Regions from separate parts of the Mus musculus genome. Here regions 1, 2, 3 and 4 are each linked to region 5. The links are chromatin contacts, called in public ChIA-PET, HiCAR-type and promoter capture Hi-C maps. All regions are on one chromosome and are shown on one strand. The core of a region is the stretch at or near the end of the contact, and the rest is flanking DNA. Distances in the headings are between cores, read along the strand shown.

The links. Promoter capture Hi-C pulls out the DNA fragments that hold promoters and counts their contacts. ChIA-PET counts read pairs in DNA pulled down with a chosen protein or histone mark. HiCAR-type assays count read pairs that join an accessible place to other places.
Region 1: a contact with region 5 is called in a HiCAR-type map of astrocytes, with 2.7 times the contacts expected there. The contact joins the enhancer-like site here to the promoter of Cop1 in region 5. A contact is called at or near these places in 11 of 39 promoter capture datasets (the 3T3-L1 cell line, 3T3-L1-derived adipocytes, the C10 cell line and 6 more), 1 of 484 Hi-C or Micro-C datasets (cortical neurons) and 2 of 115 datasets of contacts at active chromatin or transcription factors (astrocytes and large pre-B cells).
Region 2: a promoter capture Hi-C map of the SN4741 cell line shows a contact between it and region 5, with 4 times the contacts expected there. The contact joins the enhancer-like site here to the promoter of Cop1 in region 5. A contact is called at or near these places in 4 of 39 promoter capture datasets (the 3T3-L1 cell line, 3T3-L1-derived adipocytes, the SN4741 cell line and 1 more) and 1 of 115 datasets of contacts at active chromatin or transcription factors (craniofacial prominence).
Region 3: a HiCAR-type map of astrocytes shows a contact between it and region 5, with 2.1 times the contacts expected there. The contact joins the enhancer-like site here to the promoter of Cop1 in region 5. A contact is called at or near these places in 10 of 39 promoter capture datasets (the 3T3-L1 cell line, 3T3-L1-derived adipocytes, cranial neural crest and 5 more), 4 of 484 Hi-C or Micro-C datasets (adipose-derived mesenchymal stem cells, cerebral cortex, cortical neurons and 1 more) and 1 of 115 datasets of contacts at active chromatin or transcription factors (astrocytes).
Region 4: an RNA polymerase II ChIA-PET map of memory CD8 T cells shows a contact between it and region 5, with 30 read pairs. The contact joins the promoter of 4930523C07Rik here to the promoter of Cop1 in region 5. A contact is called at or near these places in 12 of 39 promoter capture datasets (the 3T3-L1 cell line, 3T3-L1-derived adipocytes, the C10 cell line and 7 more), 6 of 115 datasets of contacts at active chromatin or transcription factors (astrocytes, bone marrow-derived macrophages, craniofacial prominence and 3 more) and 2 of 9 other capture datasets (adipose tissue and liver).

What each region holds. Positions count from the first base shown.
Region 1 is chr1:160,099,391-160,103,709 of GRCm38.p6, reverse strand. All of the region lies in intron 18 of Tnn (tenascin N), which reads left to right. Among named protein-coding and RNA genes, the nearest start is that of 4930562F07Rik, 24 kb to the right of the region's middle. Within about 2 kb of position 2,514, at least 49 of the 459 cell types and tissues checked have an H3K27ac peak or open chromatin away from gene starts, as enhancers often do. A contact at or near this core is called in astrocytes and cortical neurons, where this site is marked.
Region 2 is chr1:159,887,369-159,891,130 of GRCm38.p6, reverse strand. It overlaps Tnr (tenascin R), which reads right to left. Exons shown (of 23, transcript NM_022312.3): 13 at 2,755-2,874; 14 at 1,701-1,847. Among named protein-coding and RNA genes, the nearest start is that of Gm31348, 110 kb to the right of the region's middle. Within about 2 kb of position 1,535, at least 113 of the 459 cell types and tissues checked have an H3K27ac peak or open chromatin away from gene starts, as enhancers often do. A contact at or near this core is called in the SN4741 cell line, where this site is marked.
Region 3 is chr1:158,712,090-158,716,257 of GRCm38.p6, reverse strand. Pappa2 (pappalysin 2) reads left to right here. Exons shown (of 23, transcript NM_001085376.3): 23 at 1,238-4,168. The coding sequence ends at 1,312. Among named protein-coding and RNA genes, the nearest start is that of Gm37679, 160 kb to the right of the region's middle. Within about 2 kb of position 2,792, at least 19 of the 459 cell types and tissues checked have an H3K27ac peak or open chromatin away from gene starts, as enhancers often do. A contact at or near this core is called in astrocytes, where this site is marked.
Region 4 is chr1:160,042,499-160,046,837 of GRCm38.p6, reverse strand. 4930523C07Rik (RIKEN cDNA 4930523C07 gene) reads right to left here and starts at 2,458. Exons shown (of 3, transcript NM_001162896.1): 1 at 2,085-2,458. It overlaps Gm37294 (predicted gene, 37294), which reads left to right and starts at 2,521. Exons shown (of 2, transcript NR_168324.1): 1 at 2,521-2,690.
Region 5 is chr1:159,230,463-159,234,710 of GRCm38.p6, reverse strand. It overlaps Cop1 (COP1, E3 ubiquitin ligase), which reads right to left and starts at 2,511. Exons shown (of 20, transcript NM_011931.4): 1 at 1,861-2,511. The coding sequence starts at 2,273.

The DNA.
Region 1 (4,319 bases), core at 1,265-3,764, 870 kb before region 5:
GGAGGTCTCCCACCTAAGCAGCCCTGTATGTCTGTGCCTGCTGCTTTTCATCATCACCATTGTACCTGAGCTCAGTTCCCTCAGGCCCACAGCCCAATTTACCACAGTTGTGCTTGTAATTGACCACTGGCAGGATGTCTGTACTGTTTAGTGTGGTCTTTTTTTGAAAGCAAAGCTTGTACAAGGAAGGGACCATTTATCCTAGGGCAGGAGAGAGAAAGAGAGAGAGAGAGAGACAGAGAGAGACAGAGAGAGACAGAGAGAGACAGAGAGAGACAGAGAGAGACAGAGACAGAGAGAGACAGAGAGAGACAGAGACAGAGACAGAGAGAGAGAGACAGAGAGGGAGAGGGAGAGGGAGAGACAGAGAGAGGTAGAAAGAGAGAGAGAGAGCAGAGAGAGAAAAAGAGACACACAGAGAGAAGTAGAGAGATACAGAGATACAGAGAGAGACACACAGAGAGAGGTAGAAAGACAGAGAGAGATGGGGGGAGAGATAGAGAGAAGGAGAGGTGGTGGTGGTGGTGGTTTGTCTCCCTGCACAACCCATGATATAGTGTACAAATATTTATTGAGTACCTACTGTGTGTCAGACATAGATTAACCATCCAGGAATGAACAAATGAGACGAATCTCTGACTTGCTTTCTATATACCCATACAAATGAGCCTTCCTTAAACACTGTCAGTTATAGAATTGCTGAATCCACTCAGTACTGTAACCAGTATCAGTCTCATCCCCCACCCCCCCACCTCACGTTGTTTGCTCCGGCCTCCAGTAGGTAATATATGTAGACTGTACAGAGGTCTCCTCTAAGTCAGGGGCTCCACAAGATAAATAGAGTTCTAAAAACTTCTACTATATATTTCACTTACTGTTTGGGGTTTTTATTTGGTTCAAGAGTCTTCTAACTCTTAAAGATAACCCAGGCTTCTATCAAGCTTTTAAAATCCTTTTATGAAAGTTGTTCTCTGGTCCAGGCTGCAGGCACCTAATTTGATGAACAGGCAGAAGGACTTTGCCCCCAAGGCTACCCAGACAGCCAGGAGGAGGCTGGAAAGAACATCAGGGAACACTTAAAAGTTTCAAATCTTTCCATCTTGGAAGTGTAAGGGCTGCACCAGGGGCTCTTTCCACAGACAGTTCAATGCAAGTTTGATTTTCCCCTCCTGATTTAGTGAGAAATTTCTCCAGGATGATGACAGTGCTGGATTACAGACCCCAACATAGATTTATTTCCTTTTACTATTTTTTTGAGTAGTTCATTGTAGAGCATTTAAATTTTCAAAATTGATTAAAAGCCTCAATCAAAGCCATCTGATCAAGATGTATAAATTATCTGTGTGGGTCAGTATACTTAAATATGACGTAATACAATGGAAATCAACAATTATTAAGATATAATAACAGTTTATTGTTATCTGTTTGTGCCAGACTCTGCTATGGTATGACTTGCTGACCTCACTGAAGACTTCCTCTAAGCTCTGAGGTCATGGGGCCTAGTTATACTTTGACCTGACAGTTCAGAGAAGCTTGGGCTGTGGGCATAGCTCAGTTGGTAGAGTGCTTGCCTAGCATACTCAGAGTACTGAGATTGTTCTCTGGTAGCACTGAAAACTGGACATGATGCTACACAACTGTAATGTTAGCACATGGGAGGCAGGGGCACAGGGATTAGAAGTTCAAGATGGTCTTGGCTATGTATGAGTTCAAAACCAGCCTGCACATACTGGGACATTTTAAAAATACTAAGCAAAACAATAAAACCCCAAGCCCCAAGCATGCTCACTGGAGATAGAGAAATTGGTATTGCACATTTCATTAGAAAGGCAGGCTCAGAATCAATCCCAGCCTTGGTTGAGGATGCTACTTAACACAGTGGATAGACACATAAGGAATGTCAGCACCATGTCCAGCCTAGATTGCACTGTGAGACAAGAAGAAATCCGAGAGCAGGTTGACACAGGCTCCTTACTAGGAAACAAATCTCCCAAGTGTTCAGAAATACTACTGAGGAAATATACCTGGGAGAGCTAGACTCTCAAACTTTCTGACCAACACTGGACTGTGTATCATCCTTGTTTGAGCCACCAAATGGTTGTGTGGATATGGCTAATTTTCTTGGACTTTGCCATCTGTAAAACGGCATTGTTATTTTTTCCCTCAGAATCAACATTCATTAGATGTCCGGTAAATGGTTGCTATGTTAAGCACAAAATAAATGAAGAATGAAGGAAAAAAAAAAACCAATCAACCAAACAGGAAAAAAAAAAACCCCACCCAATCCAAGCGGGGGAAGCTTTAACAAGTGGGCAACAGGGAGAAAAGGAGCTAAGAACAGCGTGCTAATTAGCTGTGTTACTTCTGTGTGCAATGACTTGCTGTGATTTTCCCTAAATTCTTCTTGTCAGTTTATGCCCATTTATGGGACATTTTTGGAGGACATGTACTGTTCCATCTAGCCTTCCCAGAAACGCTGTGGCAGACTTCTCTTCCCCACTCCTCTCTGCTTTACAGTGAGCTGGCTGGGATCAGAAACCAAAATGACTGACTCACTATCCCCCAGGCCAGAAAGTGTCTGTGGCTGACTTGGAGCCTGGAACATTCTCTTCCCATGGGTGTCTTTATTCAGCACCTCCTCAGCCACAGAGCTGTAGTGGTGCTGAAGGGAGTTAATGGTGAGCGGCCACGTGTGACCTCAGCTCGTGTCACTTTTAGAGAAAAATGTAAAGATTCCACAACCATTAGGTTTCCTTCACCAAATTCAAGGCTATAGATAATAGAATTTCATGTTGGGGCTTCTTCCTTTAGATCAGTACAGGGGAAACAGAGGTAGACATACAATTCTAGACTTTGGTAAGTGGTTGCTAATCATCACTGAATGGGCCACAACGACTTTTAGTTTGGTCTCAAGTTCAAGTGGAATAATAGCATTACTCTTTTCAATACTGTGTGCAGGTGTGTTTGGGTTTAGGAAAGTTTTCGAGTTTATCTCATATAAAGGAGTCTGATTTACTCTGAGGGGGAAGTGGCCTTCTTTTCCCGAGTAGAGATCTTTTCGTATACAAAGCAGCTCATCTTTCTGAAACAGAACCAAATCTCTAGTTCTCATTTTTCTTACTCCTCAGCCCAGCCCAGCCTGCTTCCTGCCTCTCTCTAACCCAGCCCTTGCTGAAGTAATTGGGGATTTTCATGTCACTAAATCCCAGGGAGTTTTGATCTTACATCCCTTCACCCCTCATCAGTACTGGGGACTACTGACCATTATTTCTCGGTTATTACACAATGTTTTTTAGTTTCCTTTCTCTGTCCCTAGCTGCTTCTTCTCTCCCTAACGAGATCATCCATGCCTATGAGCGTATTGGAGGTCTCCAAGGATTGATTTCAGTTCTGACTTTCTTTGTATATGGCAGCATCTTTCCTTCCTCCGACCCCCGTACTTTCACTTTGAATCTCACTGGATCCTTGTGTTCATTAGGACAGCATGATTCCACAGCAATGACAGTGACAAGCCACTCTCCCACTCCCATGCTCTAAGAATACACATGCAGTCACTTCTGAGTGCTGTCTCAGCAGTTCAGGTTGCTTCCGATTTGTGGCTAGGCCATCGCAGCATGTAGCATTTACCAATGTGCATGCCAATGGAAGACAGTGTGGAGAACCCCACCTACTCTGGTCCTCCTGCCTTTAGCTTAGGAATAGTCACATGCTTTTTACTTACCTGCAAAAGAAGTTGAAAACCGTCCTGTGTTCTTGGGACAAGGAGAGTGAAGTAGGACTTGGTGAACTCCTGCCATTTCTCCCAGATACACTTCCAACTTAGAGAGCAAGCCTAGGTCTCTCATCAGCACCCTACCCCCCTCTGCTGGTTACATGAAACCCTGCTTCACCAGGAAACCTCAGAAAGAATTAATACTGGACCAGGGATGTTAATCAGTGGTAGAGTACTTGCTTGGCATGCACAAGACCCTACATTTGATTCCCAGCACAGCTAAAAGGAAAGGAGAACAAACAAACTCCCAACTTACACAGTGTCCCCAAGTGAGCTTGATACAGTTGCAAAAGATGTCCCTCTCAGAATCTTCCTTCTGCAAGAACAGCTGAGTAAATAATTATCCAGTGCTGCAATCAAAACTTCTATAGAACAGGACAGCCCTGGTGGGGTGGGGTAGTTTCTCAAGTCCTAAAAACATGGACTGGAATTCCAACAACCGATCAACTCATGTGTATGTGAACTCTTAGTGTTGACCCACTTTGTCACCATGACTGTCAAGTTTCCTTCTGCCGACATCTGTCTATCTTCAGGGTAGTTTCTTGTC
Region 2 (3,762 bases), core at 286-2,785, 660 kb before region 5:
TGAGCTGTGTTTGCTATCTTTTCTTTTCTTTCTCCCCCCCCCTTTTTTTTGCTTATGTTCCTCATCCCAAAGTAACAAGAAGAAATAAAGACTTTACAATTCAGTGTTTTGAATTTTATTCATAATCTGTGCTTTCAAAAACGTCTTTAAATTCAACTCCTATTAGAGTCTATGGTTGGATGATTTCTGAGATGTGTACCATCTCCTGAAGGAGCTGTCATTCTACAAGTTTTAAGATTATTGTGATGACTTGAAAAGAACAACCGGAGACACTTCTGAGCGTGGCACAGTGACTGGAAGTTACCAGAACCAGTCTGACTAACTTGAAAGATGACAGGGTGGCTTGGTGTGCTGCTGAGTTTCTGCTTTTGTGATGTCTGCTGCCTGTGGCCAAGAATCACACGAGTTAGCTTTTGGGCTGAGTCACAACACTCTTATCTTGGGAACACGATATTCTCGAAATCCTTTTTATGATTTTCAATGAGAAAATATGGCAGAATTTTCAGGCTTTCTTGGCTGAATGGTCATTACTTCTGGTCAATGTTTATCCACTGCCTGCTTTAATGATCACTGACAAAACATAGTGCATCTACCAGAAGGAGGGAGACTACGAAAGGTACCTTTTTATGTTTCTGAATGACGTTTTGGTCACTGTGTTAATAGATAATGTTTTGGCGCTTGTAAGAGTATTTACAAAGCAGTGAGGACTCCTTAGGCACACTCTCCTCCTTCAGAAATCACCATCTCTAGGGAAATTTAGCAGCGTTGGGATATCCAGGTGTTCGCTTAATGAGGCAGGCTGAATGTTTTCCTATGTGTAGTGGAAACTGTGGTTTAACTAGAAGGTTCTCGATGTTGAGGATAGAAACTGATGGCTGTGCCTTCCACTGCCATCTAGAGCAAATCTGTGCTAATCCTATGTGATATACTTGCTTAAGGACCAGAGAAGGGAGGCTAGTGGAGTTACAGAAAAGGAGCCCTATCTTCAGGCTTATCCAAAGAGCCAGTTTTCTGAAAAAAGGCATGGTAGGAGACTTTCTCCTCCCTATTTTTCATATTAAAGCCCATCTCTTTTCCCCACCTTCCTTCTGTGAAGGGGCCTGAGGACACAGAGGACATTTCCTACAGGAGAACAAGAACTACATAGTGTTCCTGAAAGCAGCTGGGGATGCCACAAAGGGTCACCTTCACCTCTACTGCCTTCATACAGGTGATGGACTTAGAGCCTTTTCCCTGGAGCAAAGGCAATACACCTATGGGGTGGCTGTATATGATGAATAATCCACCCCTAGTTTCCTGAAACTGGAATAACAATGCTTTTCTGAAGTTTCCTCAACCCCCAAGACTTAAAGAGATCCTATGATTCAAATGTTTGCTGTGGAATCTGTCTCCATCATGCGTCTTTGAAAGGGCGCTCTTCGTAGAGGAAGTTCCATGAACATTCTGAACCTGAACGAGCAAGACTCCTCCTCAAGTGTGACTCACCAAACTCCTATAATTAGAAAGAACAGTCTGTGGGGAGAGAAACCACAACTTGTCCTGAAGGACACAGTGAGTCAGAGGAGCCAAAGAATGGCGTCTCAGGCCCCGGAGCCAGTATCCACTGTATGCGCTGGAGTGATTTCACTCTGCTTCCTGTGTTTGTTTCAAGGCTGCTGCTTATGTCCTGAGCCGACACCCAGCAAGGGAGCCATGTTTACCTGTGTGCACCAGGGTGCAGATGCGTTCACTCTCCTCCCTGCCCCGTACACTGTTGAGGCTTATTTCATATTCAGTAGCTGGATACAGCCTGGTGATGGCGAACTCTGTCACGGTGTTGGGCACTACGGAGCTGTCTAGCCGTCCCACTGAGGAAGAACAAAATCCATCACTAAACGTTCAACAGCTCTCTTATCAGTGGGTCCATGGCTCAGTGTACATTGGGACAGTGGGTCATGAGGCACAGATGGGTGTGGGCTCAGCATGCAATAGGGAAGGGAAGGCAGATACATGACTCATAAATGATAATGGTGGAGTTTAAATAGATCTTATACGCTGGCCTCACTCTTTCATCTTATGGGCTTTTTAGAACAAAAGTAAATGAGCTATTTATTATGTAGGTTTCTATCAGACCGGTCTTCTCTGAGGCGGGCATATCAGTATAGTGGAAGTGGAGTGGGCAGAGCCACCGCAAAAAGTGCCCTATGCAGCCCAGAGAAAGGTAGCCTGGAAAACTGTCCTACCTCTGGCTGGAAGTGAACATTCTCTCTACTTTGTTAACAATGCCTCATATACCAGCAAGAACTGGCAGTATGCAGGCAAGCTCTCGGCCAACTTCTCTGACTCATACATTGGCTACAATGGCAGAATTAGGATCACTGTGGTTCCCTTCAGGGCTCCATGTGGCTCTGCTGGGTCTTTATCCATATCCAGGATTCTAGTCTTAGACTTTATGCTCAGCATAGTATGTGTAGCACTGGCTCTTGGTAAAGCCATCTAGGCCTCACTTCATTGTTTTTCATTGCGCAGCCTAGCTAACGGTGTCCAGTTATTTCCCATGGTAAAGTGTTTGGCTCTCTTGATGATATTTTGAGAGCCTATTTTGAGAGAAGTTGGTGAACTCATGGTTTCTCTGTTGTTCTTCATCAATACACTCTCATTTTGAGGAAGTATGGTATGAGGGTGTATGCTGTGTAGTTGTGATCATGCACCCATAATAATCTCTAATCAACTTCAAGCCTTATTTATGTTTGAGAAACAAAATCATATCATTACCTTGGGTGGGTCGGTACGATACTCGGTAGTAATCAAAAGGCGCAACAGGAGAGCTCCAGGACACCGTCAGGGAGTCCTTAGTCACGTTGCTAATTGTGATGTTTTTGGGAGGATCAATTCCTACAAAGATCAGAGAGTTGTGGGGAAAAGACAGAAGCACAGTTTGAAAGTGGAATATCTATCTATTTCTAGATTTCTGTTGATCCACTAGTGTCCCTCAGGCAGGCATGACCCTACATAACTAACTGGGCATCCCTAACATGACAGTCTGTGTGATGTCACACTTATAACATTGTAGCTATGGCCAAAGTCAGGAAGCTAAATTGGCAAGATCTACACTTCTGTGCCACAGCTACTACCATCTAGACCAACCAGAAACTTCCTTTTAAGTTTGTGTGTTTTATTTCAAATAGAGGATCATATAATTATCTTCTCTAAGGGAAACTTCTCTTGCAAAGACCTAACTCTGCTACTCTTTCTTAGTTTTTAGCAGCTACTTTTGGTTCAACTTGGAAAAAAACTGCCCATTAACTGTAGAGAGATTTCAGAGCACAAATCCTAAACGAATATACTTTCCTAAGTTATATTTTATTTATGGTGCATAATTATGGTGCATTTAAACTGTGGGGTCAAATTCGCTGACTACTTAACATACTTTTCCAGTTTGTGAGTTCTTGTCAGTATGTAGGGAACTATCTAATTATAGGTGTTTTTATATACAAATGTATCATATTTGGGATTGCATTTGCAAATGACCAAAGGGAAATGGCCCAATTCATCTCAAAGTTCTATGTCTTCCAATGTGCAAATCAGCTCCTATCTCTGAATGCCAGGTAGCTACATGGTTACATGCTAGCTCTATGTTGATTCTGAGGAAGAATCATTTATTAGGCTGTCAAGAGATGGCTCTCCAGAATAGAAATATCATCTTTTTACTTAGAAAGAATCCCTTGGAGACAAGCTTTTTCCGGGCCTTTTTCCTAGATTGGCAAATCTAGAACCAATGCA
Region 3 (4,168 bases), core at 1,543-4,042, 520 kb after region 5:
TTTTCTTTTCCAATCACTTACTGTGTGCCAGGACCCATGCTCAGCTTTGTATATGAACAAAGTGACTTAACACAGAGTAATTAACCATTTGTCAAATCATCAACCATTTTGGGCCTCTGTTTCTCTGAAAATCAATCGATCTTGAACTAAGAGAAACAAAACATGAACTTTGACCTTAAGACAGAAAACAGGTCCATTACTTTCTATTCTTACTTGTGGAGAAAGTGACTCAAGAAGCTCATGTATATACAGGAAGACATGGCCACCTAGGAGGAGTCACTTAACTCTCCCAATTTTATCTCTGCAAACCTGGGGTTTGTCTATGAATTTTAGTGTCGCTGGACAGCAGACAGAAAATCTGAGGTTCGAAAGGCACATTATTTTACCTCTCTACTGACTTTATATCATGTTTTACTTCACATGTGCTAACAATCTCATGGACAACCACTAAACCCATCCCTTCAGTGTATCTTCAATAATCTGTGACATTTATGTTCATTTCATTTAGTCATAGTACCTGAAAGGTAGAATATTTACCATTCTCATGTCTCAACATTGTCTTATATTTTAATTGTAGACACTCAAAGGGAATTGCTTATTTGCTGCTAACAGTACAAATAGGACAGAAGCAACTTTTTCTGCACTATCTCTGCGATGGGATAATTACATAGACGTGAGATAACAGCTACACACAATGGGAAGGGAGATGCACTGTCTCAAAACCTCAAAGCATATCCTAGACTCAAGAAAGACAAAAGGTCATGCATATGAAGATGTCACAGATGATCCCACCGCTCCCAGAGCATGGAGAAGTCAGAAAGATGAACATTTAGGGATTCTTCGCTAATGTATAGCAGCCGTAGCTCTATGAGGATTACAAAAAAAAAATTAACTAGACATTATCAGCCTATTAGGAGTAATTCCAACAGTAGTTCTAGGTGTAAAACAAGGTATAAATGTGTGATACCATTCATTTGGTCCAACCACACAGATGTTGTCTGGAGGGTGGTACTGATGTCTTCTTACCTTATAGATGAAGAAAGGAAGAAATGAAGGATTACCTTGCCTATAATGAAGTGGTATATCATAAAAGGAACCAGTGTTAATTCTAGGCCTCTGATGCAAACCCCCACTTTCATACTTCTTGTAGTACCAAGTGAGGAAAATTAAAGCCAGTTGAAAATTGTGAAGCTTGGCCCGAAAACGGATGCTTTCAACTTCCTGTTCACTCCCCTAGGTCATTCCATTTGCTGCTGATTGTGACTTGGATGAATGCACCTGTCGAGACCCCAAGGCAGAAGAAAACCAGTAACTCTAGGAGCAGAGCCCATCTCCTCTGCCCTGGGGGCAGACTAAAAGAGAAGCTCCCGTAGCAGGATGCAAAGGGTGAATGAACAAGATAGGTTCCATGGTGGAAGGAGAGCCTAAAAGAGAGCCTTTAAGAAATGCAAGAAATGTTTGTAGGTGCCAATTAATGCATTAAGTAGTCCAAGTAGGGAGGGATTAGAGGCAATTGTTTCTGTAAAAAGACACTTGGTTAGAAATGGAAGGAGAAATTGACAGACCCCTCCCCCCATCTGTACTCTGCTCTATCCTTCTCTCAATCTCCTCCCCACTCTGCACGCTGTCAGTGGCTCAGCCCCACCCAACATGTAAACCCATATCAAAATATTAGAAGATAAGCTGCCAGGGACTCCGTCAATACCCATTTCAGATGGACTGTCATCTTTCAGGGCTCATCTATTCCAGACTGGCCCTTTGCCTTCCTTTTGTGTGGTCTCTCTCAAATAAGGAGGTTAGCTATTTCTTTATAAGTATTTAAACATAATTATATAAATATATTATATATTATATTTTTTGCTGTTTACTAAGCTACAGATTATCCATTGTTCCACAAATGCTGCTGTGAAGTTCATGTCCAGAGGGATACTGAAGCTTCGAAGACAGAAAGAAAGGTTCCTTTGCCTTCTTCCCATAGATAGGGATTGGCAGGTCGGATGGGGAGAAGAGAGTCGATGGAATTCTGGATGCTAGCCTGTCAGCTGATCATCATTTTATGACCTGGGAGCTGGGCCTACTGAAAGGAGATAGACTTGGCATGCTAAGAGCAAGAGGCATGGAAAGTTACATGGGAACCTATTTGGCAGTAGGTCCAGGAGAAATAGACAATGGTTTCTAAGTATCTACCAAAAGGAGCATACAAACTCTTCTACGCTTCTCAGAACTCTCAGTTGGAGCTGGTAAAGACCAGGGTCTTTTCCACTTCTCCATGTACTTAGTCCAAGTATAGCTGCCAGCCAGCCAACCAACCAGCCAGCCAGCCAGCCAGCCAGCCAGCCAGCCAACCAGCCAGCCAAAAAGTTTGTATGAGGGCTCATTCTGTGAACATCAGGCTTACAGGAACTTACACCCTCTTCATACTTGGCCAGTTGCTGTCTCTCCTTGTTGCAAGTCTCAAGGTCTGGCCAATTGTTCACAGCCACATCACTAACTGTTGATTTTTCTGAGAAAAGAAAATGCTTTGGAGATTTGGAAATGTGGGGGAGGAGATAAGAGATGAAAGAACGGGGAGTTAGAAGAGCGAAAGGCTGTCAGAGAGGTGAAAGGTCAGAGAGGTGAGAGGTCAAGATTAAATGAGGTCTGAGGATAAAAGGATAGAATGAGTGAACAAGCCCCTGATCCAAGTCTCCAAAAGAGGCCAGGGATCCTTCGAGCAAAGAGATAAATCTTATTCAAGTGCAAAATCTGAAGTTTGTGGCCCAGTAAGCAACATGTGGAGCGAGGGTGACACTCTGTGGGGAGAAAGAAGAATTTCAACTATTTAGGGTCCATGCTCTCTTTACCATTTCTTGTTCAATAGCTGTATGGACTATGCACAAAACAGTCACATTAACACTTCTCTGTTTATCCAGACTATTCTCATACTTTTCTATAGGCTCTGTCCTTGGTATGTTTTCTTATAGCAGTTTCTAGATCACACCTAGAAAGAGAGTCAGGACATAGTTTCTTTCCTTTAATGACGGTCTTGTTCTCTTACAGAGACCCTAGTTTTTTCCTCCAGTGGAAACTAAGACCAAGCAAAACTTGGAGTCACTTTTGGTATCTCCAAAACCTCTCCTCCTCTTCCTTCTACTCTTTTGTCATCAAGACTGAAGCAACTAATCTATAGAATGAGAAAGGAAACTTTTTTTTATCATCATAAGCACAATTATCCCTGCTCTATATGAAGAGCAATATTCTGCAGTGACTGGATATGGCAATATACATACAGTTACCTATGAATATGTGGATCATGGACAACAAAGCCATTGAGAAGGGGAAAGGCAGTGTTAGTCTTCTACTCCTAGCAATAAGGTAAACAGTGCTTAAATACTGTTTACTATCTAGGTCACACTTATTACCCTTTGTCAGGAAATACCATTCATATTCTGAATCTCATAAGTTTAATATGGAAAGAAAAATAGAAAAGTTTAGGTTCTCTACTACATATTTCAATTCCTATTTCTGTATCTCATTAAGGTGAGTATGAAAAGACCAATAGAAAAATTTAAATTCTCTACTAAACACACACACACACACACACACACACACACACACACACTGTTTCCTTAGAGAACATTCAAATTCCTGGATGTGTGTCAACTTTTGCCTTAGGAAAATCCTGACAGAGACAGAGCAATAGTTACCTTGGGCACAACTTAGTGCACAGAGACTGCCATTCCCAAGAGCACTCATGGGCACAGACTACCCACCAGTATCTGTCCATGCTCAGTCTCCTCATTAAGTCCACTAAGACTAACAGAGACCCCATGCTTCACTTTAAGATACTTTGTTCTTTTTGGCAACATTCACCCTGCCCTGGGAAGGCAAGAGGACAGTTTCTGGGGTGTGTGTAAAGCTCCCCAGGCTGAAGGCCATTTAGCCATCATCAGCCAGAGACAGAGACGGGAGTCTTATCTAGACTTTGTCCCTTGGCTCCAGTATTTGAAGAAACTTAAGTCCCTAATAAAGAAAATGATCAGAGATCCTAGGAACAAGTCATGTTTGCCCCCAGGTGGTTGTATTCAGTTCTCCTTAGACATCCATAATGTCATCCAGGGCCCTCCACAGAGGCTCCTCTGCCTGTTTCTTTATTACAAAGTTACCTGTCTATTTCTAGTTCCTGGTA
Region 4 (4,339 bases), core at 1,209-3,708, 810 kb before region 5:
ACTAAACATTCCTCATCCTCCTTTTTAAGTGAGGAGGTGATTCCTAGAGATTCACTCACCTAGTTAAACAGATAAGTCATGCTTGTGCTCCATTAATCCAGGATTAAGTCACAGTCTTAGGAATTCCTTTACCGGGTATCCCAGGAAAGCCTAAGCTATCTCCCTAGCCCACATCCCTCAGTGTCCATGTCCCCATGTAGCTCCCCTACTTCTCTTCTTCCCTCATCTGGCCAGTAATTCTTTCTCCAAACACAAATCTGAGAGGACCATTCCACTACCTAATAATGGCTTAGTATGCCTTGAAAGACATTCCGCTCTTGGCAGGAGAGGACAAATCCCCATTCCATGCTGCTCCTGTGTTGACTTCGGGAAAGCCTTTTCTTTGCCCACAGTACCTCTTCCCTGGGAAATGCTAGTCATATTCAAGATCTTGATTGTGCACCACTTCTGAAGTGCTGTCTTCCCAGACGACCATTGCTCCATCCTTTGTATGGTTTCACTTTTTACTATTATATAATGTACATTGCTCTGAACTGTGGTTTGTTTCCTAGTGTCTATTTGCCAGTCTGGTGGCTCTTTGAAAGTACAAACTACATCATCGCCTTAGATTCCATAGCCCTGGCACATTGCCCAACACACAGTAGGTACAGTGATGCTTAGCTAATGAGTGTGCCCCTTCCACGTTAAAACTGGTGCAGAAGCCTGCTGACTGTTTATTATCTTCTTGGGTTTGATCCTGTGGCTTTCACCTCTTTTGATTCTGTAGGCAAAATGTTGACAGTGCCCGAAATGTTGTTTTGTAATGGGCCTCTTTCCTAGAACGGTGTCATGGGTATAGAAGGGGAGGCAGAATTTCAGAAGAAGGGAGGTACCAGGCCAAGGGAAGACATATCAGACTAAGTGGTTGATAGATCTGAATTTTAGCTCAAAGCTAGGAGAGACCCTTGCAAAACTATCCTACCCATAACTATAGAATGTGAAAATTTAATTAAAAAAAATTACAAAACACAAACAAACCAGACACAGCTGCGTTTAACGCAGCAGTACCTTTCAGTTGCAGGGCTCTTTAGGTGGCGTTGATAAACTTTGTAAAAGGGTTAAGAACAAGATGCACCCGTGTCCATTTAAGACTTGTTCTTGGTCCCCAACAATACTTCAGAATGAAGATTCCCTAAAATTAGCTCCAGGTTCTCTCTCTCTTTCCAATGGTGGATGTAGCATAAAGGCTTTGGCAGGCAGGAGCTTGGAGTGGCTTGGGTGCTGCATTCCTAGCCTTCCTCATTGAGCAGACTGGGCAGAGCAGGCCTGCGGATTCTCATGGCTGGCTGGCTGGTGTTCATTAGGGCAAGCACTAGTCTTTGCTTTGGGTTCCCTTTCAGATAGGCAGGACTGGTGTTGAAAACAACAGCTATCCGGCTATCATTTACTTAACTACTGTTACACAAATCATTCCTACATAGCCCTTCAAAACAGGACCTGCTGTGTTTTCCAATCCACCTTTCTGGGTGGGAAGAAGATCAAGGACCATTTAGAGAGTTGGGAAAGTTCAGGAAAAAAAATGTGTCACACAAACTCTCTAGAGACTCAGAATGGCATACAGATCTCACTCCACCCCTTGGCTCCAGGCCACATTTTCAGTCTGGTAAGTCTTTTAGCCCCATTGAAATTATAGTTTCTTTTAGAATGAGTTTGTTTGTTTGTTTGGTTTTGTTTTGTTTTTAAATCCCAGAGGGTATGATTTTAGGAGCATCTCAAATACTGACTTTGCCCGTTTAGACAATGTCCATCTGGTCCTTTTCAAATGGCTCCTACCTGCAGCTGGTGTCAACTGGAGCTGAGAACTCCACCCCAAACTCCAGAGGAGCCCATGTGTCAGGCCAGGAGCAGAGAGAAGGTGAGAGACCTCTAGGAGGAAAGAATGAAAGCAACTGTGCAAACGGCTTCTTAGAAATAACCCCTTTATCTCACTTCTCTCAGGGGCGGATTCACTCTTCTATGGGAAAGTCCCCTTCCACAGCGGGGCAGCTCCCAAACTTATTTTGAAAACAACAGCACAAAGCGATACAGAAAGTTTTGAAACTCACCTTTGGGTCCGTTGGAAGGCTTCCCGCCGGCGGGACCGCTGGCTCTGTTCCGGTGCTCTGAAGTGACTTGGGCACAAGGGTGAGGTCTGGGTCCCTGCTCCTGCCTCTCCCTCCCACTGCCAGGTCCCGGGAGAGAGGCGGCGCTGCCGGTCAGTGGGTGCCACCAGTGTGATGTGGAGGAAAGCGCCCCCTGCGTCCCTGGCTGAGGTTTCACCGCACCCAGCTCTGCTACTGAGGTCAGGAACGCAACTTCCTGAATCTGACTGGCTGGCTCTGTCTCTCCTCAGCCCAACTCCTACCTTAAACTAGGAGGCACACGCCACAGCACACGCAGCGCGGGTGTCCTTCCTCCGGGTCTCCCGGCCAGTGTCCCCACTCCGCCCCACTGTGACGTTCTTTTGCCCCTCCGCCCCGAGCACGCCTCCTTCAGGACGCCAGAGCCAACTTTGCTCACAGACGCGCCAGTGTTCCCAGAGACGTGGGGTGTAAACTCCCAACCCTGGCCTAAGGAAAAAATAACAGCCCCGTGCTGTGGAATAAAGTCACCTTCCAGGAAAAGGGCTGGGGTGTCTAAAGGGAGAGCAATCCCCGGTGCCTCGTGACAAGGTATCTTTGTGTGTGCGCTCCATGGGAGTTACCTGGAGATGTTAGGAGCGCAGGAGGCAGGGACAACTAACTTCAAAAGTTCTCCCTTTTCATTTTATTTACTCCTTGTGAGCTTATATTCAGATCTCTTGTTTGTCTAACTCCGCCCCCAAATGTAAAGGTGGGGTGGTAGAGAGCTTGCTCAGTGCCTCCAAGGCTTCTGCAGGGAAGTTGGGAAGGTGTGATAGGCAGAAGCGGCTGTGGAGTATCTAGGGGCTTCCCCGGAATGACCTTGAGAGATCTTGCCATGATAAAGACCGGAGGTTCTACTCATTGGATTGTAGGTGTCAGGAGGGTGCGCAGCTGGTGCTTGCTTTCCAGTGGCTGGGCCTGAGCCATAGGGTCCTTCGGCCTTTGGGTGCCTGAATTAAAATGATTGGTGAAGCTAACTGTCACAACCGGGAAACAAGAGAGTTCCGGTTTACTCAAGAGAAGCCAGCTGGCTCTGGGTTGAAAGGCCAAAGAGAAAACCCAGCATTCATCCAGAAATGCCAAGGATAGTTGGTCCTGTAGTCTTCTTCCAAAGGCAGATTAAGTAGAGGTTTTCCCCCAGAAATCCCACAGAGAGAACTCGATCTAGATCTGTTGTTGTTCCTTTGAAACCGAGTCTCACTATATAGCCCCGGCAGGCCTGGAACTCACAATGTAGAAACAGGTTGGCCTCACAGAAATTTGCTGGGTTTAAGGACGTGTTTCACTATGCCCTACATAGATCTAGATTTGAATGATAATAAGAAGAGTGGTCCAAGTGATCTGTTGTGGGGGTGGGGTTGGGGGTGGGAGTAGTACGGTTAAGTGGGTAGGGCAGGGGGACGATCAGGCTCTGAAAGAAGACAGTTTTAGCAAGAGACAGCTATAGATGGATTCCACCAACAATTTAGTGGTGGATGGAAGGCTTCCATTGTGTGTCAAATCTGAAGCAGGGGTCTAGGGTCTAATGGACCAGGGAGCTGGAGGAAGACAGGCTTGGGGAATGACAGGAAACCTTAAGTGCAAACCCGGTGCGGTGATTGGAGACCGAGTCTCCCCCAGGACCTACACCGGACCTGTGTGAGATGTAATTTGCCCCCTTCCCCTGAGGATGGGGAGTAACTTTCTTCTGCAAGGTCATTGCTAATGTATAGTGGAGTTGAGATCTGAGTCTGAGTAGTTCTATCTAGTCCAGCCTATCCCTCATCACCATATCATCATCAGGAGAGAGAGTGGCTTCTATGGACAACTTCTGGGTTAACACCTGCTGAGCAGGGGGGAAGACAGTGGAAAATACTTTCCTGAACAACTTTATGGACAGGCTAGGCTGATGGTCACAATGCTTTCCAGAAACAACAACAACACAGAGAAATGAAGAACCTAAGGCAGTCACCATGAGCTCAGCACTTCAAAAACCAGATGCTTATCTGTAGGGCGGCATCCCAATGTTGTCTTAGTCCACAGGAAGACAGATCCAGAAAAAGTCTAGAACCTATCAAGTAGCAGCGACGTTGTGGCAGTCAAATCAGGGACTTACTAGATGACAAGATGCTTGGTAGGCTGTTATTGAGTTGCCAAGGCTACAGGGTCTATTGATGTTTTAACGTAATGAGTGAGCATCTGGCCAGCAGGTTTTCCTT
Region 5 (4,248 bases), core at 1,262-3,761:
GCAGGCAGGCAGCATGGACACTCCTCCCTCTGCTTGACAGTGGCTAGGACTCTTTAAGCTCCTGCATTGCTCTCTCCACAATAACGAACTGTAACTGAAACTTCCAGCCAAATAAACCTTTCTCTTCTCTAAGTGGCTTATAGTCAAGGTATTGGTCACAGAAACAGAAATGAAAATAGGACACGCCTAATAAAAACAATTGCCAGCTGTACCTCGTTCACCTCCAGTAATACAGGCTACACCACAGACTGTGGTACTCTGAGATAGTTCAACAGTCAGTGCCTAAGTTATCTGTTTAATAATTGAATAATACTGATTTCTCACACCTTTTACACTATTAAACGACCTAAGGATGCTGGCATCTTGGTTTGAACTACAAATAATGGCCAAAAAGAAAAAAGCAAACTGTTTTACTAGTTTCTACCTTATCATGTGACACTATTGATTGGACAAGAATACAAACACCTCACCCAGGCAGTGGTGACAAACACCTTTAATCCTAGCACAAGAAGGAAGAGGCAGGAGGATCTCTGAGTTCAGGGCCAGCCTGTTCTACAGAGCTAGTTCCAGGATATCCAGGGCTACACAGAGAAACCCTGTCTCTAAATAAATAAATAAATAAAGCCAAACAAAAAAAGGAATGCAAACACCTCTTACACCCAACCATAAACTTCTTAAATTACAAATAACCACAGCTATAATTCTATTTCAACACACACACAACTTCTGAATCTAAACAAAAGCAAAATTACGAATTATATTAGTGAACAAGAAAGTGTAGCTAATACCTTTCTCAATGGTTACAATCTCTAAGCTTATCATCTTTAATAATACCATTTAAGCCCATCTTCTACTGTGATCTGAACTAACTTCCCCAAGCATGACTGTTCAAGCCAACTTCCTACATCATTAAGTCAAACAACAAGTTCCTTCTTAGGAAAGGCCCAGAATTCTACCAGTTTGTGAGCAGGAAATCTTCATTAAGCTCTCATAATCTTACCAGTAATATCAAAACCCAATTAAAATTCAAAGCATTCTTCAAGACAATCAGATTCATCTTTTGCTTAAAGTCCCTCTTAGATGCCAAATGCCTGAATTCTACTGTGTCGCTCAAGATGCCAGCTGTGATGCAATGACTGTAAAAGCGTTTCTCAAGTCAGAGATTCCAGTGTATACACAGCGCTGCGATCGTTCCATACAACACAGAAACACTAAAAATGTGTTTCCCTTTTTCCAACAGTTGAAACCTGGAATTGGGTGTGAACAAACTTTGACTACAAAATTATTAACAGTATTACAAGTGTCCTATCTATTCAAATTCATATTCCAACGCAGGATGGGCAAAAATAACTTCGTAAAGCATCACCAACCAGGTTTCGAGCACCATCTACTTTTTTACAATATAGTGTTGACCAGCAATCCCACACCTCAGAATCACCAGGCACTAACTAGTCTTCTACCTCCGAAAATCATGAACTACTCCTGACTGATACTTCGTCCACTAGATGGCCAAAAAAAGAAAGAAAACAAAAACAAAAACCAGAAGGGATTTAACCTCCTACCCCGAATACTTCCTTTCTAATAACCACTTACTGGACCTCCATCTTTATCCTTAAGCACTCCCTTAAATGCCTTCAGTTCCTGGACACCAGCACCCACTTCTGTGCAATCCCATTTCACCACTTTGCCTAAGGATCCCAGTCCAGCTCCACCTCCCAACCGGGAACCTTAACTCTGCAAACACTCAACTCTCTAGGTTCGAATCCCAGCACCTCCAACAGGCCTCCCTCCACGGGACCCCGCCAGGCTCAGCAGCAGAAACTCGTGGTCATGCACGCAGGGGCTGCTATGCAAACCCACCAGACGAAGTCGTTGCTTTTGTCCTCGTAGGAGTTGAGGAGCCCGTTACAAAGCGGGACGAGCAGAGGTCGCTTCCTACTGCTACTGCCGAGGCTGGAGCTGCTCCCTCCAACGCCGGCGCTGGGCCTGGCCGCGCAGCTGAGCCGGGACTGGCCCGCGGACACCGCCCCGCCGGCGCTCGCGCTGCCAGACACCGCGGCCGCCACCAGCACAGGCCGCCCCGGGCCGCCGAGGCCGCCGGAGCCCGCGGCCGGAGCCACGCCGCCGGACACCAGCGTCGCCGCCGAGGCCGCCACGGACGGCGGCGACGGAGACGAGGATAAGGACGAGGAGGCGGAAGTCACCGAGGAGGCGGCCGAGGAGCCGGGGCTCGTCCCAGCGGAACCCGAGCCGGCCTGGCGGCTACCTGACATCGTGACTCCCTCCCTTGGCCCTGCGCTCCGAGGCGAGGGCCCGGACAGACCGCGACCCTCCGCCGCCCCCGGCGCTCAGCTCCCGAGCATCCTGAGGACGCGCCGGGAGACGGGCCGGGGGAACAATAAAGTTAGGCTTCCCACCGCCGCCCCGCCGCCGCGTCCTACGCGAGGGGGCGGGGGAAACTATCACATCCGAGGAGCCATGACTGCCGAGGAGGCCGCCGGGGCAGCCAACCCGGGCGCGCCGAGGCGGTCGGGCTTGCGCATGAGCGGCGGAAGGGGCGGGGCAGCGGAGCAGCTGCGCGCGCAGGCGCCGGCGCCGGCGCCGGGCTGTACGGAGATGCCGAGCGTGTAGTTCTCCGAGTGGAAAGCTGATTTCCTTTCTGACGTAGTAGAGAGATGGCCGTTTTCATGGAGCCAAAGGGTGGAAGGGGAAAGGACGGGGAATCTGGTCTAGTGGACCGGGAACGCTCGAAAAGCAACTGCTTAAGCGTGCCCCGGGTGGACGCTGGCGGATTGCCCAGCTAAAACTGCGGCGGTACGGAGCAGTGGTGTTGCGCATGCGTGTGAGCGAGCGCGCATGCGGCTATGGATTATTATCTGGAAAATACTAAGCTCACTTGTGTTCTCTTGCGGCTTCGCGCTTTTTCCCGATTGTGTGGCAGGAATATAATTTGTTTTCGTTTAGATTTTTTTTTTCTGTTTAGATTTTGAAGTCCTGTTAGGAGGAGTAAGGGGCCAGGGCAGTGAAAAAGGGTTACAAGCCTTAGGTTTCAATCTGAAAGAGCCACAACGTGAGGACTTCCCCACGTTCTGACTCAGGAGAGGCGACACCCCAAAATCACCAACGAGAAACGGTCTTGCTGCAAATTGCAAGAGGATTTTTATTCAAGAGCGCTCTCGGCCCACGGTCATACACCACGCAGGGGTAGAGGACCGTGGCGCCCCGAGTAGCTGGGTTAGGGGGTATTTAAAGGAAGAAACCACAACTTAAGGAGGTGGGAAGGGCGTTGTTGGAAAATACCAAAAATACCAGTTAAGAGTCACAAGGAAGTACAAAGTCACAAGTGTCAGGTTATCTCTCAAGACAGTTTCTAAGAGCCCCTAACAATCTAAGAGCCCCTAGCAATAGCACCTTTGCATAGTGGGTTCCAGCAATGGTCAGGGTGACTTTCTTTGAATTAACACTCTTTGAACCCAGGAAGCTGATGGGTGGAGGAATGTTGATATCTGTTTTATGATTAGCATACCTTGGAGCATTGAGTCACAAAGGCAAAATTCCCAAGCCTGGGCCCAAAGGCCTAGAATTTTGTCTTTATTACTCTTTCAAATCAAACATTTTATAGTACCAGAAATTATTTGCTTCTTGTCCCTGATGTCACTTATCTAAATTATCTCCAACCTTTTGTAAAACCTCATTGATAACTCCGTCTTTGTTGGCATTGAAGCAGCAATACTCGCCTAGTTCCCCTGGGAAATGAAAACTAAGTCTAAACCTGGCCGGTTTAGGAGGACAACTTTTGTCAGAGCCTCTGTCTGGACATGAAGCAGATAGAATTCAACGTGTCTGATGTCTACCAGTCTGATGATGCATCTGTTGTAGGCTCCTTTATCCTCTGATTAGGGATACAGTACTTAGGGCTACTGTCCTTATTCCTTCTGTCACTGGACCACAGAGAGCGGCAACCCAAGGGGGAATAAGAGATGGGCACCTTATGGTCCTGGATAAGCATACACTTGGAGTATATACATAAAACTGGATTATTATACACATTCCTAAGTGTTGGGAATTAAATCGCTGTAAATTTGGAACAGTTGTTAGAAACTCTGTACTCGTGAAATAATCCACGCAATATAGTTACTGATAATCACACCAATTAAGCATATTAAAAGTTTTAAGTCCTTTTTATTGATGGCCAGATGGAGAGTGGTCTCATATCTTTGAAAAGTCTCTTGGTGCTCTAGTTGAGGG